4 separate regions of the Mus musculus genome follow, and all the other regions are linked to region 2. Evidence: chromatin contacts called from public HiChIP or PLAC-seq data. All regions are on one chromosome and are shown on one strand. The core of a region is the stretch at or near the end of the contact, and the rest is flanking DNA. Distances in the headings are between cores, read along the strand shown. Region 1 has its middle 27 kb from the start of Pkp1. Region 2 overlaps Gm32835 (a long non-coding RNA gene). Region 3 overlaps Nav1 (neuron navigator 1). Region 4 overlaps Nav1 (neuron navigator 1).

The links. HiChIP or PLAC-seq counts read pairs in DNA pulled down with a chosen protein or histone mark.
Region 1: a contact with region 2 is called in a FOXA1 HiChIP or PLAC-seq map of pancreatic cancer cells. The contact joins two enhancer-like sites. A contact is called at or near these places in 1 of 484 Hi-C or Micro-C datasets (pro-B cells) and 1 of 115 datasets of contacts at active chromatin or transcription factors (pancreatic cancer cells).
Region 3: an HNF4G HiChIP or PLAC-seq map of pancreatic cancer cells shows a contact between it and region 2. The contact joins two enhancer-like sites. A contact is called at or near these places in 1 of 39 promoter capture datasets (frontonasal cranial neural crest), 1 of 15 datasets of contacts at CTCF or cohesin (embryonic stem cells), 7 of 484 Hi-C or Micro-C datasets (the C2C12 cell line, Sertoli cells, embryonic stem cells and 1 more), 21 of 115 datasets of contacts at active chromatin or transcription factors (bone marrow-derived macrophages, craniofacial prominence, embryonic basal ganglia and 10 more) and 3 of 9 other capture datasets (adipose tissue, liver and pancreatic islet).
Region 4: a contact with region 2 is called in an H3K27ac HiChIP or PLAC-seq map of the HPC-7 cell line, with 6 times the contacts expected there. The contact joins two enhancer-like sites. A contact is called at or near these places in 4 of 39 promoter capture datasets (frontonasal cranial neural crest, maxillary cranial neural crest, neural stem cells and 1 more), 1 of 15 datasets of contacts at CTCF or cohesin (embryonic stem cells), 3 of 484 Hi-C or Micro-C datasets (all in embryonic stem cells), 21 of 115 datasets of contacts at active chromatin or transcription factors (the HPC-7 cell line, cardiomyocytes, craniofacial prominence and 13 more) and 3 of 9 other capture datasets (adipose tissue, liver and pancreatic islet).

What each region holds. Positions count from the first base shown.
Region 1 is chr1:135,944,245-135,948,974 of GRCm38.p6, reverse strand. No RefSeq gene overlaps it. Among named protein-coding and RNA genes, the nearest start is that of Pkp1, 27 kb to the right of the region's middle. Within about 2 kb of position 2,399, at least 35 of the 459 cell types and tissues checked have an H3K27ac peak or open chromatin away from gene starts, as enhancers often do. A contact at or near this core is called in pancreatic cancer cells, where this site is marked.
Region 2 is chr1:135,688,482-135,692,631 of GRCm38.p6, reverse strand. Gm32835 (a long non-coding RNA gene) reads right to left here. Exons shown (of 2, transcript XR_387422.3): 1 at 2,762-4,150; 2 at 685-1,197. Among named protein-coding and RNA genes, the nearest start is that of Gm32835, 2.4 kb to the right of the region's middle. Within about 2 kb of position 1,376, at least 65 of the 459 cell types and tissues checked have an H3K27ac peak or open chromatin away from gene starts, as enhancers often do. A contact at or near this core is called in the C2C12 cell line, the HPC-7 cell line, adipose tissue and 1 more, where this site is marked.
Region 3 is chr1:135,490,517-135,494,961 of GRCm38.p6, reverse strand. All of the region lies in intron 3 of Nav1 (neuron navigator 1), which reads left to right. Among named protein-coding and RNA genes, the nearest start is that of Gm32940, 19 kb to the left of the region's middle. Within about 2 kb of position 2,346, at least 52 of the 459 cell types and tissues checked have an H3K27ac peak or open chromatin away from gene starts, as enhancers often do. A contact at or near this core is called in the C2C12 cell line, adipose tissue and pancreatic cancer cells, where this site is marked.
Region 4 is chr1:135,520,268-135,524,753 of GRCm38.p6, reverse strand. The region is part of intron 3 of Nav1 (neuron navigator 1); the gene reads left to right. It overlaps Gm32940 (a long non-coding RNA gene), which reads right to left. Exons shown (of 4, transcript XR_003948736.1): 3 at 3,711-3,866; 4 at 1-1,473. Among named protein-coding and RNA genes, the nearest start is that of Gm32940, 10 kb to the right of the region's middle. Within about 2 kb of position 1,498, at least 25 of the 459 cell types and tissues checked have an H3K27ac peak or open chromatin away from gene starts, as enhancers often do. A contact at or near this core is called in the HPC-7 cell line, where this site is marked.

The sequences.
Region 1 (4,730 bases), core at 1,150-3,649, 260 kb before region 2:
TTGTAAAAAGACAGAGAGTCCTGGGATATGTTTGATGGAGGTGTGGTATGGTGTGGGGGAAGAGGGTGCCTCTGCGGGCCCATGCTGAGGCATCCCTTCCCCCTGAGGGACCAGCCACACAACGGTATAGTATACAATAAAGTTTACTCAGGGCATGGGGAGGGGAGTTGAGATAAAGGCAGAGAGAGAGAGAGAGAGAGAGAGAGAGAGAGAGAGAGAGAGACAGAGAGAGAGACAGAGACAGAGACAGAGAGAGACAGAGAGAGAATAGAGGAGTAGAGGCCAGCCATGAGTACTTGGAGAGGGGGAAGAGGGTAAGGGAGAAGGTCAGGAGAGAGGGGCAGAGGGAGAGAGAGAGAGAGAGAGAGAGAGAGAGAGAGAGCGAGCAAGTAGCACCTTTCCTAGTGAGTCAGGCACACCTGGCTGTTGCCAGGCAACTGTGGGGCGGAGCCTAGACTAAATGCCAACAGCATCTTCCATTAAGTTCACGAGAAACCCCTTGCTTGGGATGGAGGTGTGTAGCTGGGGCACAGGTAGACAGAAGTTGGTGTTGTCTCCGATGGGTAGAGAGGGATCGGGTACTGCGACACAGTCCTGGTTTCAAATGGTCCCTTGTTTGGCTTCTTCAACTGCCTATAGGTGTCTTTTCAACCAGAAGGGGCCTAGCAGTTCATTGTGCAGTGACAGGAAAGTTGAGTGCAGGGTGCAAGTGGCCTTGAGCTGTCATGTACTGTTACTATGGGTGCTTGGACTAACATTACCACTGAGGTCAGAGAGCAACTTCTGGGAGTAGATTCTCTCCTTCTACTATGTGGGTCCCAGTGATCAAACTCAGGTTGTCAGGCTTGTTAGCAAGCAGCTCTCCCTACTGCATCATCGAGACGGCCCCTCGACATTAGCTTTGTTCAGAGTCCTAAACTCATCCACCCCTGACTTTTGGTCATGGCTGTTAGAAAAAAGCATGTGGCTGGCCTGCTGTGGTGGCACGCATCCAGAATTACAGGAGGACTGCAAATCTGAGCTTAGCCTAGGCTGTGCACCAAGACCTGGTATCAAATATAGGGGCCGGGGTCCAGAGCAGTGATGGAATGTCTGCTTAGCATGGTTCAGGACTGAGATTCACATCACAGAACTGCAAAGGTATGCAAAACCGCACAGTCGGCTGGATGCTGTTAGTTTCTGAGTAGCTGTAGAGTGGCCATGAGTGTGGAAGAGCTGATCTCAGGTACTGAACCTACTGTGGATCTATGTTGGTGTTTGGGGTTACATGGACCATGGATCAAAGAGAAGAGGGCTTCTGCAGGATGGATTCAGGCTTCTCAGCAGCAGGGTACCAGTCTCTGAAGGATGAACGCTGACAGCCTCCTAGAAGCTCTTTTCAGTGTTACACAAAAGGCACCTTGAGCAAGTCAATCGCCAAATACCAAAACTTCTTATCTGACCTGGGGGTTATATTGAAAGACCCATCACCTAAGCACTTCTCAGCCATTTGCCAGGCCAGTCTCCTCAGACTAAATCTTAGGGACCCTTAGAGATGGCCCTGTGTTGCCATCCCACTGTGAGCTGAGGATGAGTATTCTTGAGTTGAACTGGGGCCTCCCCCAGCCCCCCTGTGTTCCCCTATCCATGCAAATGCTGGTGGCAACAGTTCTGACAAACTAAGGGAGACTTAGAGGCCAGGCTCACTTCTGGCCGTGTGGATGTTTGCCCAGACTCAAAGCCTGCCCCTCAAATGACCTCTTACTTTATAGACTGCCTCGAGCAGTGGTACACAATACTTACTGTATTTGGTTGTTAAGGGAGCACTTTAGCCTCTACCCTAGATGGCCCTAACCTCAGGGCACACTGGTCAGAGGCCAAGCAGCTTTAGGACAATTGGGCCAGTGGTGGCTTAGATAAGCACAGCAGAGCTATGGGACATCTAACTCACATTAAGGAATCAAGGAAGGCTTCCTGAAGGAGGTGACACCTGAGCACAGCCTTGTAGGACATGTGGGTCAAGAGGACTCTCCCAGTCTGTGTCCAGATCACTCTTCCTATTGGCTGTGGAGGAGGCCTAATGTAAGCAAAAGCCAGGAGCCTTAGGCCTGCTCACAGGTAGTGGAGGACCACGGTTCATCTTCCTGCTCCATACTAAGGGGAATGCTAACTTTCTTTAAACAACACTTTGAAGAAACAGACAGAGCCCTTCCTGCCTCTCACTAGGCAGAGCATACCTCCACACAGGCACCCATGGGAAGCGTTTTGCATCCTTTGGAGCCAGCCTCAGTTTGCTGGAAGACAAGGATAATTGACCTTAAAAAAATACAGCAGGTCCCCACTCTGCCAACCCACCCACCCTGTCCTTCTGCCCCAATCCTTAGTCAACGGCTGTGGTCTCAGAAGATTCCATCATGTTGGGAGGTGAGTCAGAGCCTCCTGTCTCCATGGAAACCCCCTTCTATAGCACCAGGACCACAGACAACGCCTAAGACGTTGCCAAATTCCCACCCCAATCTGTGTTGTTTTCTCTGAACTAAACCTATACATGGTTCCTTCCTGCTGGCTCTACTTCTGACACTGTGGGTGTGCTGGGACGGGGCCTGGCTTCCTCCAGTGTTTTATGTCTGTCTCCCTGTGCATGTGCCCTCCTGCCCAGAGCTGGCATGGTCTTACCTACTGCCCTGTAACAGGCACTTCCTAGGCATCTGGTGGCCACCAAGACATGCTGGAATTGGTCATGAGAACCACCCAGCAGCAACCTCTTCGCAGCCTTTGTGTGACAAAGTCATGCCTTCAGGAGATGACAACACGGGGCAGGAAAATGGTAAACAGGCGTGAGATCAATACTCAGTGGTAATAATAAGGGGTGAAATCGCACAGCTGTTCAGGTTTTAGGTTTTTTGTTTGTTGTTGGTTAGTTTGTTAGTTTGTGTGCATGCCCCAGGCAGCCTCAGATGCTACTTGGTACAATAGCCGCTGCGTGTCCCATTAAGAGGCTCAGAGACAGTCTTCACCTTGGAGGACAGTTCTGGCCACGAGGCCATAAGACACAGGAAGTAAAGTGGGTCCTGAGCCAAGCCTGGAGGAGAGCCTTGGGACCGTAGGTAAGAGCGCCCTCTGGTGACCAAGAAGGAACTGTAGCTTCACAGGTGGGAGAAAAGGCTCTGAAGGTAGCTTACAGCTTCAAGGCTTCAAGGGAACTAAACGCTAGAGGACCTTCCTGGAAGAGGGAAGCTGAAACAAGAAGACTGCTTCCCTGAGCACTCACCTACAGTCTGTCGTTTCGCTTTCCTTAAGACCCTGGGACCCCATTCAGTCTTGTGTGGGTATTGAGGGTGGGGGTTGCAACCAGCCTACAGCTGGGGCAGCAATTGGTCCCTAAGCCTACCAAGTCTATATCTAGGCCTGATCTCAGGGCAGTCATGGAGACAGGGTAGTCTAATTCCCTCAGAGAACAAATAAGGCTCAGAGAGGACCTTGCCTGAGTAAGTGGCAGAATAGACTTCCGTCTCCAAGGTAGTTCTGGATTTGCGGCTATGCATTCTACGGGCACCTCTAGCTCAGGGCTCCCTGGATGCCTTGGTTAATCCTGGCTCCGTCCTAACTGGTCGCATTGTCTTGGGCAAGTTGGTTAACATTGTTGCGCTCAGTTCCTCATCGCAAAATGAAAGTCCTAGGCGAATCTTTCTAGAGTTTCCATGAGGATCAAAGTTGCCTTTCTGTCAAGGTACTACTGTTACTTCTAAATCTCATATGCCACGCCCGCTCACCCCCATCCCTCATCCTGGGGCCGCGCAGGCTTCGGGCAGTGTGGACCTGCTCTCTGCTATCAAGGAGGAGCTTTCTGAAGCTGGTGTAAAGTTGCCAGACCAGACCGCATTATCACGACCCCCCCCACCCCCCCACAATAGAGGAAGGATACGGCAGAGGCTGTGGGCAAAGCTGGGAGGAGGTGCCTTGGGTTTCCTAGGACACTATCATCCATCACAGGCTGTTCCTGGTATGCCACCAGGGGGTGCTATAGGACTTACAGTTGGAATAGAGAGAGTCTTGCTGTTTAAAGTGACAGATGGGGGGAAATGTGGGAACAGCCTAAGATAGGGGAGCGACATGGAGGTAAGGTTGGAGCTGTGGGTACCAATAGATCGCTGTTTGTTCTCTATAAGCCTCTCTGGGGAGAATTGCATGCTGTCCCCATGGGTCCTGTTTCCAGTCTGGAGAAAGATGTCTCCTTTCTCAGTTCCTGCCCGTTTGCCTTCTGTAGTCCTCTGTCTGAGCAGTTCCTCATTCTGGGGTCTTCTGGAGGTTGGAGCTTGGTTCTGAGTGTCTACCAGAAGGGACTGAATACCAGATAGAGGACAGGCTCTGAGACAGCCTGGCTCCATCTCCTTTTCTTGATCTCTGCCACCCCCGACCCCCATCCCTTTACTTAGTTCTCCAAAGTCTCCTCTGAAATCCCTCCTTTCTGCTTCCTTCCCTCAGGGATCCCAGACAGATTTCAGACTTCCTTCTCTACCCCTGCTGGACATGGTGTGGAGAAGACGGTAGACCAAATCATACATACCATCTCCCCATCCCTTCTCCTCAAGGCCCAGAGCTTGGGGGAAGCTTTCTGGGGGTCAGGGAGGGACCCTCCTGGGGCCCAGTAAGAGTGGGATTCCCTCAGAACCTTGGCACAGATGACCTGGATGAGACTTCAGAGTCCAATCAAGGGACAAGATGACACTGGACATGGCTGGAAAGCAAAG
Region 2 (4,150 bases), core at 127-2,626:
ATCAGATCTCATTACTGATAGTTGTGAGCCACCATGTGGGTGCTGGGATTTGAACTCAGGACCTCCAAAAGAGCAGTTGGTGCTCTTAACCGCTGAGCCATCTTTCCAGCCCCCCAGCTCCCCATCCTGATCCTGCCTTTTAAAAAGAAACTTCAGAAGCCAAGCAGTGGTAGCACACGCCTTTAATCCCAACACTTGGAATGCAGAGGCAGGCGGGTTTCTGAGTTCAAGGCCAGCCTGATCTACAGAGTGAGTTCCTGGACAGCCAGGGCTACACAGAGAAACCCTGTCTTGAAAAACAAAAAACAAAAATAACAACAAAAAAGTTTTTTTTTTGTTTTTTTTTTTTAAAGAAACGTTAGGGTGTGGGGGAGGGGCAGTGGAGGGGCACAGGGGATGACTCCGCCAGCAAAGGGACCTGAGGCCAATCTCCTGAATCAAATATGAGGGCATGTGATCCCAGGGCTGGGGAGGCAGAGACAGGCGGAGCCTCGGGACTCTGGCCAGACAATATGGCCCCATTGATGATCTCCAGCCCAGTGAGAGATCCTGTCTGGAAGGAAGTGGACAGCATTCCTGAGAATGATGCCTAGGGCTGTTCTCTTGCACTCATGCCTCCTACACACACTGAACACACACACACTTGCACATACAAACACATTTTTAAAAAAATGAAACCAAGACTTTTTGATAAAAGGCAAAAAAACCCGACTGATGTTTATTATATAGGCTTGTTATGATATGGCTTGGTATAGATTGAGTGCTTAAAGCAGCTATAGACACCCAGCAAGTGCATATAGGTGGCCAGACTCTTATTACCTCCAAGACTGCAAAGCCTGCCAGAGCCAGGCATCTTAAAGGGGCCCAGTTTCTCTCCACCAGCCTCACTCCTGCTTTCCCAGCCCTTAAAGGAACACTCCTCTTCAAAGGCCATCTTTGGAAAAACACTGGCTCTCCGCACATCGTACTTCCTGGTAAGAGGGAGCAGCTCATCTTCCCGATAAGGCAGTGACTCGCTGGCTCGTGTAAAACGTTCATCGCTCTGCCAGCTTTCCCCACAGACTCTTCCTCCCGGGCCCTCGTTCACTCCAGCAATCAGCGTTAAAAGCAGGACCCAGGGCCAGCAGCATGAGGTCAGAGTGGCCAAGGACAGGGCAGGGGCAAAGCATTCTGGCTGGAGCAGAAGCCCCTTGCTGGCTGATGAACCAAGTAGAGAGGACAGGGTTATGCCTGGACAGACTTCTATTTCTCAAAAAATATACTGTGCAGCACTGAGGCCAGAAACAGTGAAGTGAGGGGTTGGGAGGGTTGGGGGGACCCAGTGCAGGGCCCGGGAGCTGAGCATGACCTGGTGTGGGTGGGGCAGGGCTGGGTATGACTGGGTACTTTCTGTGTGATTACTGTGCTTCTGCTTATGTTTGAGTGGCACTGTCTAAGCCACACCCTCTTCTATGATCTCACTGATACCACAGCCTTGGTAGTGTGTCCTGGGTGGGATACCCACTTTCACTGACGAGCAAACTGAGGTGCTGTATTTCTGTAAGTGGCACCAGCCGGGCATGGAGGGAATCATGTCCTCTGCAGCCAGGCGCAGTGTTTTTCCACTGGCTTTGGAGGAGGAAGTCAGAAGGTCCCTGGACTCCACCTCAAGAGCACTAACAATGTTTCTTGCTGAGGAAAATGAAGCCACATACTGTCTTCATATCCCTGCCCAGTTCCCTGCAAACGGCTCTACGAACCCTGAAAGAGGCAAGGAGGTCAAGACTGCCCTGTTATAGGCCACAGGGAGTGCATTCTATTCAAATGTCCAAAGTCCCACATCAGGTGACCCCAGTGGCAGGACAATTGAACACTGGCCTACAGAGCTCAGCATAGGAAGAAAAGATCTACCCCACCCTACAAAGCAATCAGGCTGTGGCAGAAAAAAATTTTTTTTTCCTATGCTTTCTGGGGCTTCCAGTGCTCTCATCTCAGGCCAGGTCTGAGACTCAATGGGCTGGGCACAAACTTCTTGGGCTGATTTTGAAAACCCTGTTTGTCACACTGACATTAATCCTCTTGATAACAAACTGCCCTGAGGCAGAGCTGGTGCACAGCAGCAGAGGACAGAGAAGGGACCTGCCTTAGTGGGGTCAGCAGTCCTGCAAGCCACCTTCTCCATTATGGAGATTATGGTGGCCATGAGTAGGTCTCCACCCTTCATCAACCAATCTGCTCCCTCCCCACCCCCCACCCCCAGCCTCCTTCTGGCTCGTTCCATCTGACCCCATCTGCAGCCCTGGTCTTTACCTCTCATTGATTTTCATATTTAAGGGAAATCCATTTGTTTGATTCAGAACAACTGAATCATCACTGTGTTCAGACAAAAACCACTCACAAGGTAGGCACTTGGCAGAGGCCACTTATGGGTAGGACCCTGCCTCTTCTCCAAAGAGAACTCTGCCCATACTGGCTCCTGCCTGTTTCTCTCTGACGCTCTCACCTATGGCCTTCACACACTCTGCCTGTCACCCCAACAAGACTGGGTCCTTTATTTCTCTTTCACACCCATGGACACCCTCCTGTGTTTACCCACGAACTTAAGTTCACTGTTGGAGATGTGTGCTTGAGGCAGGCATTCAGAATAGAGTGGTGTTGGGGGAGGGGGTCACAGGAGAGAAATGTTGATCTAAATATAAGACTCAAATCTCACAAAAGTATCATGTTGGCCTTCCTTTTCACTCTGGGAAGTACCCAAGGGGTGATGTCATGTTGGCATTACCAGTGTGGCTGCAAGGGTCCCACGCATGTCCATTTTCTCTGTGGCAGTGGGCAGTTCAGTTTCTGGTGTTTTTTTGCACGACTTCCACAGTTTTTTGTCCTTGGGACTTCAGGGCCAAGAAACCTAGGCAGCCCTATTTGGTGAGCACCGGGGAAAGACAGTCTGTGTAACCCAAGTTGGCTTCAAACTCACGATCCCTTTGCCTTAGCCTCCTGAGTGCTGAGATTACAGGTGTGTGTCACCCATATGCAATGATGTCTTCTTAAGACAAGGCGACCCTATGCAGGCTGTGGGGACTCTGAAAAGTAAGAGGATTCCAACCGGTGCGTGTTAAGTTAAATGCAGTCTCTTAAAACTGTTTATTGAGGACGTACTATAGCCAGGCACAAGCATGTCACCTCCGTTACCTCCTTTAATCCTTTCGGCAACGTTACAGGACAAGTCCTACCATTGTAGAAAACTGAGGTAGCCAAGAAGTAAAAGAACTCCTTAGATCCAGTGGCAGCAGACTTGGAGTGTGTGCCCACACCTTTAGAGCAAGGGGCTCATCGCAGGCACTAATCTGCAGCCTTCTCATCCCTCCATAGGACAATGTGCATTCTCGGACAAATATTATAATTAAAGCCATTTCCCTGACTATCTGGGAAGGCCCCTGTCTACTGTCCACTTTCCCTTATCCTATGACTCCGAGGGACTAGGTGGACAAGGGTTCTAATCCAGACTGGGGCATTGGCATTTTGCTTTCTTTCCCAGTCACCAACCCCGGGGCACCTTGAAAATAAATCAGTCTTCCTGATGGTTGACTGAAGCTGGGAGAAGGTAAGTCCTCACGTGCTGAGTCCTTGGTGGCAGGTGTTCCCTCTCACACAGAGCTTTGGGGCCTGAGCTAGGAGCACAGTTCACCTGGTTTCTATCTGTGTGCTTGCTTGCTGCAGCCTGAAAGCCTGCAGGAGGCAGGCGCCTTAAGCTCACTCACGCCCCAGCACTAGTTGCACAAGGATGTGGGTAGGGTCTTGTCATTTCCCCTCTCTTCCTCCTCCCACTTCTCTGGAAGAAGGGTAGGCCGCGTGGGGATCAGAAAGGTGGGCAAAATTGGCTAACCAAACCTCTACTATTTGCTAGATAACTTCCGGGACTCCCCATTACCTCTCACCTAAGGGTCCCAGATCAGATAGCATGACCCTTGCCGGGTTCCAAAGTGGACGGAGATGAATGGCGGCTCCAGAAGCAGGTTAGGACTCTCATCGATCCATCTGCACCTTTCTCTAGAACAACTGAGGTAGTTAGAGGACTTGGGCCGGAGGACCCCTCCTGGAAGTGATGGTGGCGGGTCCTTCGGTAAAGGAAAGGCTCAATTGTGCTAAGGCTTCCTGTCCTGACAACTCCCGG
Region 3 (4,445 bases), core at 1,097-3,596, 200 kb after region 2:
TATTCACTTTACATTCCAATTGCTTCCCCACCCCCCTACCCCCATCTTGTTTTGTTTTGTTTTTGAGACAGGGTTTCACTGTATAGCTCTGGCTGTCCTGGAGCTATGTAGATCAGGCTAGCCTCAACTGCACAGAGATCTGCCTATCTCTGCCTCCTGAGTGATGGGACTTAATGGTGTGTGCCATCATACCTGGCTATGTAGTTTATCTCGTAAACCAAATCTTCAATGGATTTATCAAATGATGTTCTCTAAAACCAGTTGATGGGTACATCTGCCACTAATCTGGGAAAATATTTTGGGCTAATTTTCATCCAGTGAGGCACCAGAATTTTATATTTCCTCTTGAATTGTGGTTGTTGGCAGAATTTCTTCTACACTGGGGATGGGGTTTCTTGTTGACCTCATACGGTAGGAGGTAGACATGGATAGATCTATCCCACAGCCCCAGTCCATGGATCTCTATTTCCTGATACAGAATCATCTCACACAATCTGAATAAAACTCCTGATTTTGCATCACTGTAAAGTAAGTATTATCTTGGACTCAAGAAGACCAATGAGCAATTACCAGGGCAGGACTTCCTATAATAGGGACACATTGGCTGCCAAGTTGACCCCAAAGCCTAAACCCTGGGGAACCAGCTGGTTGACAACTTCAACTCTGAGTCCTAACTGAGCTGCTAAAACACCAGGCTGTGGAAACAAAGCACCGTTTGTGTTTCTGGCTGGCCTAATCTTAGTGGCTAGAGATACAGATGATCCAGCCAGTTGGTGGTGAACATGGAAGGTCTCGATTGCATCCATGTGTGGAATGACCCTTGCTGGTTCGCCCTGTACCTTCCTCCTCCCCCTGGGAGACAGAACATCGACCTCAGCCAGATAGCTCCATATTGTGATCTCACGTGTGGAAAGATGCATCCAGCCCTTCCTGCTCCCCTGACACAAGAGAGTAGTGTCTGGAGTCTTGTGCAAAGCTTTCCTTTCCAGAAGGTTGCCTCTAGGATTATGGACCCTGGTAATTTCTCTATACAGAAAGAATGACCTGCCTGCCAGATACAGGAGTGGTGACTGTGTCGGCTGACACCTGAGCACAGTTGGTTTTCTATCCACTGCAGGCGTGGGGCTTTGAGATTTTATGTGATGTCTGAGAATGCACACTGATCTCTCCTTGGAAGTTGTGGAAGGGTTCTGTCAAGTTACGTGGCATATCCTACAACCCCATTTTGTTAAAGCCCTGTTGTTACTAGGAACATGCCACTGCTTCAAGCGCATTGTGTTTTGGTGTGCAGGCTTCTTGAAGTCTGGGAACTAACCTCCTTGCCTTTTCACAATTCTGAATGCCACAAATCTGGCAGTGAGTGACTGTTGAGGTTCGGTGGAGAAGTGACAGAGGAGATACAAATAAAGTTTGACCCAGAGACCACGTTTCTGTGCAAGTAGCCCCTAGAGCTGCATAGGTGGAGTGGCAGTGGAACGCTGCCTGTTCATGCTCTCAGAAATGACGCTGAATGTCCCCCAGTGGCCACCCCTGACTTCAGTTACCTGTCTTATGTTGGGAGTATTTAAAGTGCTGTTACGAACCAGACAATTTTTATATTAAGCTTGTATTTTTTTTTCTTACTAGTCATGCAGCCTTAAACACGAAATCTTACATTTCAGTCCTCTTATGGATAAAATATTTATCTCAAGATCTATATGAAAGTTAAACAAAATTTTAATGTCCTGTATGTCTCTCTGCACGTATATTTAAGTACCCAGCAGAGGGCTTGACAGACGAACTTAAGTGCCAAGCATACAGTAATTATCGTTTTAATAATGATACCTGGTGATAATCACAGAAAATACATTTGCATCAATTAGCATACATCTTGCCATCCTACTAAATATATTTTTATATTATGTAAAAATGCATGCTCTTTTAACAGAAATTAGTACCATGGGTGGTTATAAAAAGGCAGCATATTAAGGATAGTCTTCACAGTGAGTCCTTCACAATCACTGGGTTTCCAAGGTGCATTAATGAGTGGAGAAGTAGAAAATTGATTTGATACAAGCTAGTAGAAAGATAAACAAGTGGGTACTTAAACAGCTTCGTGGACTCCAGGATTTAGAGCAACCATCACCCAGGCTTTAGCATGCTGGGTGCTGGGTAGTGCAATACACAGGTCTTTTAAGGCTCCTTCGTACCCTCTTCTCAGTTCTGTATCATTTAAATTGGTTTCCCACCAGGCCATCTTACATTTTGGTAAAGCCATAGGCTCGCGGCAGTCTTTCTCCAGCCACACAGAGGTTCTGTTGGTTAAGCCCGACTGGCTGGGTATAAGTAATGGCTAATGTTGAGTCACACCCCAGCCTGCCCGATGATTAAGTGAACAGAACAGCAGCTTCCCACAAAGCAATCTCAGACTTACGTGGATCGTTCTGCTACAATGGAAATCTTGACGGTCGAATCTAGATGAAAAAGCAATTCAACAACAAAGGGAAGCCTGTCCTTAAGTCTCCTACCTCCCTCTGTCATTTCTCTTGGAATAATCCTATCAGGGTGCCCGCCAGCTGAGGGATCCATAAACTACCCCGTAACAAAGTACCGGAAGCATCCCATGAGGCTGCTGGGGCTATAGTCCCCTGTGAGAGGACAGAACGGGAGGAAAATCATCATTATCCTGTGCCCCCAAACCCCATCTCTGTGGTCACTGCCAGCTTATATCCTTGATAAATTTAATGGAATTTAAATGAGATTGCAGAAGTTTTGGAGATGAAGAACTCTAGCCCAGGTCACTGGGGTCAAAGCTTCCAAGTCAGCCTCGTGGGGATTACACAGGCTGAGTTGTGCCAAGTGTCCTCATCTGTTATCTCATTTCTAACTCTTCCAATAGCCTGGGATATTTGTTTTTCTCCTTCTGTGTTTAGAGAAAGGGCACCAACTATTTTTGTGTGATCCCTGTATCTGACTTGTATTATAATGGCATTCTTCATCCAAGGTTGTTCTCTGAATGTCTCCCGAGACATCTCAAGGGAATGGCTTCCTGAGAGAAGCAGTTGTACTTTGTAGTGGGTTGGTTTATCCCTGTTGTTTTTGAAATGGAAAACACATAGTTTAACTTGCAATAAACACTTCAGTAATTGTGGTTATGGTGAGCCCCAGGGTTCGGATGGCCTTGTTTTAGGTATACATCAGACTGGCACATTGCTTGCCCCTGACTGAATCAAGACCCTACCTTCCCAAGCCTCCTCTCTCCCAGGAGTTGTCCTGGCCTTTAGTATGGTGACGTCTGCACAGACGGGCTTGAGGGTTTTTTTGTGAAAGGTTTTGAATTTGGAATTTGTTTCTATTTTGCTGATTTTTTTTTTAATGTTCCTTATTTTGTTTTTCTTTGGTAAATTAAATGTGGACAGCATTAGGGTAATTATTAGCAGAAAAGCTTGGATGAGTCACAAGCTCTGTATTTGGAATCAACATACAAAATTTTTTGGTTAAACAAGGAAGCTTGGTAATGTTGTCCATGCATGCGTGTGGAAGCACTGTGCGAGAGGACGGGAGGGAGAGGGAGACTTCTTGACAGAAAGGAGACAGGAGAAAACGGACATCCTGGGAGAGAGAGAGAGAGAGAGAGAGAGAGAGAGAGAGAGAGAGAGAGAGAGAGAGAGAGAGAGAGATGCAAAGGGAATGCCCGGCAGCTGGCTTGTTTTGTGGTAGGAAGCCTCACTCCTCAGAGTGCAGCTCCCAGGGTCTAGGTGTTTATTGCCAGATCAGCAGTTCACACCAGTAGCCTGGCCTCAAGCTCTTGGAGGGGCTGCCAGAGCCGCTTAGTGAGGGATTCCTGAGCCAGGGGTATGAATGGAGGGCCCACATCCTGTCCCACCAGCTCCTCCTACCACTCACTCCGCTAACTGAGGCAGGTTATGATGAATGACAGCCATTTAATATCCAGGACTCTTATCTGATGCCATACGTGTACCTAGAACATGTGCAGGGCACCGGCACTGTACATGACTTCTTCCAACCTGTCTATGTGGCAGGATTTGCGTTTCTGACTAAAAGGGGCTTTTGTCCCTGTCAATCTTACATGATTCATTCCATGAGGTACAAGTAAGTAGGCTTGAATTCCATCCCGCTTCAAGCTGTCACCTGCTTCTAGACTGGAGGACCGGAGTGAGGTGCAGGCAACACTAAGGCCTCTTTGCTTCTTTTCTTGCCTGGCACCTCCCCCACCCCTTGGTCCCTGAGTCAAATGGAACTAGTAACACTCCTGGCAGTCTTGTTGGGACTTGTGGACAGCTTAGGTCAGAAGGGCTCCAGACTGGTAAAAAGTTGAAAGCTAAGAAGTCATTGCTTTTCTGTCAGGGTTTGTCTGGTTTACAGAGCTTTTTGTTTGATTCTTGGATTGTTTCTTGAAACAAGGTTTTGCTATGAAGCCCAGGCTGGTCTCACACTTGACAAAT
Region 4 (4,486 bases), core at 249-2,748, 170 kb after region 2:
GGAAGTTCTCAAGCTGTCAGCAAGCCTCTTAAAGCTGGCACCTATACTGATTGCCGACTTGACAGCAGAAGCAGTCCTGCGGGGCGATATTCAACCCACAGCCCTGCAGACTGTCAGAGAGGACAGCTTGGGACATTTTTACCCTTTGAAAAGACAAAAGGAATTTGTTTTTCTAAAAATAGTGGGGACTGGAATTTAATCTAAGTATGAAGTTAAGTCTCCGGGCCATCTGTCCTCCCCATCCTTAGCATCCAGAGACAGACGGGAGGGAGTCTAGGCCAGAGGCAGACTCAGGTGCTGGGAAGGGAAGTCAGAGTCTCCTCACCCCACCCCATCTCCGCTCCCCCGGGTGTGGTTCTGACTTATGTCAGCCATGTCTGTCTGTGTCAGGGCTAGTCTGGGTGGGCTGTGTGTGAACTCTGTGGTATTAACTCATGGGAGGTAGCAGGCCAAAGCATCCACAAGCCTGCCAACCCCCACAACTCCAGGGTGTGCTGTTTATATCACAGAGGTGTGTCATCTACATCCTTAGCTGGACAGACATAGTACAACCTGCGCCGAGGGCCAGAGAGCAGTAGGCAGCATCAGCAGACTCCATCTTGATGGAGCTGTGGGTAAACACAGAGGGAGTGTGGAGACTCTGCCATACCCCGGCTCTTCCAGGTGGTGTCCGTGCACCGTGTGTGGCTAGATGTTCCAGCTTTTTGCTTCCTCCCCCTTCCCCTCCTTTCTCTCCCTAGCCTGTCCTCTTGAACTTCTCTTGGGGGCTCAGCAACAGATGGGATTCGTTTCCTCTTTGGCTCTAAAGTGTCCTGGCGTTGAAAAATGTCAAATAAAATAAACTGTGGGTCCCTGCCTTCTCCCAGACTGGCTCTTTATCCCAGAGGCACCGAGCTCAAGTCTTAAAGAGACACCTCTAGTCTCAGAGCACAGTACCCCGCCTCTGCTCCCTGAGAACCCCATTGACTGCTCTCTTACTTAGCTCACACATGACTGTCAGGCCCCAAGATGCCCATCCAGCTCTGCTGGGGAGAACCCTGCATGGGCACTGGGTTTGCAGTTTTCCCAAAGAGAGCTTGCTGAGTGCGGTTGGACAGGGAAGAGCTGCCCACGATCTTGTGGTGCCTTTGCCTTCTATTCTCCCCACCCCCAACCCCTGCTAGTCTCTAGGCATCCCTCTGGTGGGCAGCTGGACCAGCTCTGCCATTGGCCAATGAATATGCAGGGTGTGTGCATGGGGGAGGAGCTAAAAGGGAGGCAGGGCTAGGGATGTATGTAGCTCAGAGGTGGAGCACCAGTGGGGACCTGGGTTCTATCCCCATGCACATTTCTCTTCACTGTGGTCAAACATCTAAGGAGAAGTCACTTAAAGGAGGAGGCCTTTACTTTCACTCACAGTTTGAAGAGGTACAGTTCATCACAGCAGGGAGGCAGGGTGACAGGGCCATGAGGTGACAGAGCAAACCACATCCACTGTCAGGAAGCAGAGAGCAGACAGGAAGTGAGCCAAGCTATAAAACCTCAAGGTCCACTCCAGTGACACATTTCCTCCAGCAAGGCTCCTCCTCCTAAAGGTTCCACAACCTTCCAAATGATGTTGGGGGATCAAATGTTCAAACACGTGAGCCTATGGGAACATTTCATATTGGAACCATAATAATGTAGTAAAAATGAATAAATAAATAAAAGCTAAGGTAGATACTTTCTGTGTCTACAAAAAAAAAATGAAAGGATATGAAGCTGAAGTAGATAATGGTTGTTGCCTCTCTGGGACAGCACCAAACAATTTCAGTGCTGGTCTGCAGATCCATATGCACTTGGCATATTGGTATATTCCCATTCTCTGCATGGGAAGGAACAGTGGGCTACTCTAAGATCTGGAGTTCAATACTAAACATCTCTAGTTTGCTGTGTGGTACTAAGCAAGTCACTTAACCTCTCTGAGTCTTAGTTTGTGCGTTTATAAAAATTAAATTAAGTCCCATCGCCTGGGAGGCATAGGTAGGTAGATCTCTATGAGTTCAAGGCCAACCTGATCTACATAGTGAGTTCCAGGTGATCCAGGGCTATACAGTGAGACTCTGACTCAAAATAAACAGCAACTCTAAAAGATTTTTAGCCAGGCTAGTATGCACACCTTTAATCCGATCATTTAGGAGGCAGAAGCAGCAAATCTTTTGAGTTTGAGGCTATTCTAGTCTACAAAGCAAGTTCCAGGAATAGCCAGGGCTACACACACACACACACACACACACACACACAAAACCCTGTTTTGAAAAACCAAAGTGGGGCGGGGGGGTACCCAAATTATTTTTGCCTAATGGGGCCCAAGAATACAGGGATGTTAGCTTGAAGTATTTATTTCAATTTCATTTTAATGTTCAATTCACTGGGCCAACGGCTTCTGTCTTAGAGGTTGTTAGATTATCAAAACAAAGTTACTTCTTTTCCTTTCTCCCTTTCTCCTTCCCTTCTCTCCCCTTCCTTCCTTTTATTTTTGAAACATTTTAAAGATGTATTTATTTTACTTTATGAATATTTTGCCTGCATGTATGTATGTATTAATGATGTATGTAATATACCCCAAGCATGCCTGATGCTCACAGAGGTCAGAGGGGTGTTAGACTCTCTAGAACTGGAAGTACAAACAGTTTCTGTGTTGGTTACCTTTTGATTGCTGTGATCAAATGCAATGACCATGACAACTTACAAAAGAAAGCATTTAATTTGGGGATCCTGGTGCCAGGGGGTTAGAGCCCATGACCATCATGAGAGAGGGAGCATGGTGGAAGGTGGGTGGGCGGGCAGGCAGGCAGGCAGGCAAGCAGGGCACTGGAACAGTAGCTGAGAACTCACATTTTGATCCACAAGCACATGGCCAAGAGAGCTAACTGAGAATGGCATGGGCTTTTGAAGCCTCAAAGCTTGCCCCGGTGCCACTCCTCCTTCAACCAGGCCACACCTCTCTTCTAATCCTTCTCAAACAGTTCCACCAACTGGGAACTAAGCATTCAGATGTATGAGCCTAAGGGGTCATTCTCACTCAGACCACCACAGTTGTGAATCACCCTGTGGGTGCTGGGAATTGAAACTGGGCTCTCTGCAAGAGCGGCAAGTGCTCTAAACTTTCAACCCACCTCCCTAGACTCCCCTCCCCCACTTTTTTTTTTATGTTATGCTGGCCCAGTCTGCCTTAGAACTCTTTGTACATATACGGTGTGTGTGTGTGTATGTGTGTGTGTGTGTGTGTGTGTGAGAGAGAGAGAGAGAGAGAGAGAGAGAGAGAGAGAGAGAGAGAGAGAGAGAGAGAGAGCGTATGCACAAGGTCTCTCTCTCACTGACCCTGGAGCTCACAGATTGAGCTAGACCAGCATCATTGAGACCCAGTGCTGGCGTTATAGGTGCATACTGCCATGCTTGGCTTTTATATGGATGCTTGGAATTCAAACCCAGGTCCTCACACTCATGCAGTGGGAACTTTACCAAATAAGCCACGTGTCCTTAAACTCATAATCATCCCTTCTCCCTCTCCAAGTTCTGAGGTTACAGAGTATCCCACAAAACCCAAGCCAAAGTGAAGTTACTTTAACTCGGTGACTGATACACTGGAATTAGGCCTTGAGTTCTCTTTGGAAGACTGCTCTCACTGCTCTTCAGTGCTGCCCCCCAGGCATGCAGTTAGTTAGACGGGCTTTTGAGATCAGGCTTACCAACGCGGGGACATCAGAGCTGTCAGAGCAGTGGCGTGGCTGAAAGCACACAGCCATACTGCTGGGTCCTCTTCCCAGCTAGATGTGGTCGCTGCATTCTCTGCCTCCTCTTTTGCTATCCCAGCTGAAGACTGTGGACCACCGTGCCTCTGTCTCCTAAGATGTGAGAATGAAATTTCATTTGTTGCTATGTTTACTTTAGATATCATAAGGATTCTGTGCATGCTAGCTATCGCCAGTCATGTGGTGACAGACATCAATGCAGTGACAGGCCTAAGATGTCACACACATGTCCTAAATAATGGTAACGCTATATTTCCAAGTGTGTGTTTGTCTTCATGCTGAAAATTATGTTTGTGGGCTTCCCTGGGAGTGAGAACTTATTCTGACCCTTTTCACTTACGCCTGCGATGTTCTCCGTTGGCAAATGGGACCCACATGTGGCTTGGGATCTGGGTCATGAGCGCAGCATCATGAGTACAGCATGTAGCTATGCACAGAACTAAGCTAATTGTAGGAAAGGAGAGATGGCTCAGGGGCTGGGTGCTTGCCACTCTTCCAGAGGATCTGAGTTCAATTCCTAGCACCCGCATCAGGGTGGCTCACACCTACTTTTAAGTCCGGCTCCAAGGATTCTGACATCTTCTTCTGGTCTCAGAGGGCCCTTGCACCTCATGTACATAAACATATACACACATGCACAATTAAAAATAGAATAAGGGCTGGTAAGATGGCTCAGTGGGTAAGAGCACCCGACTGCTCTTCCGAAGGTCCAG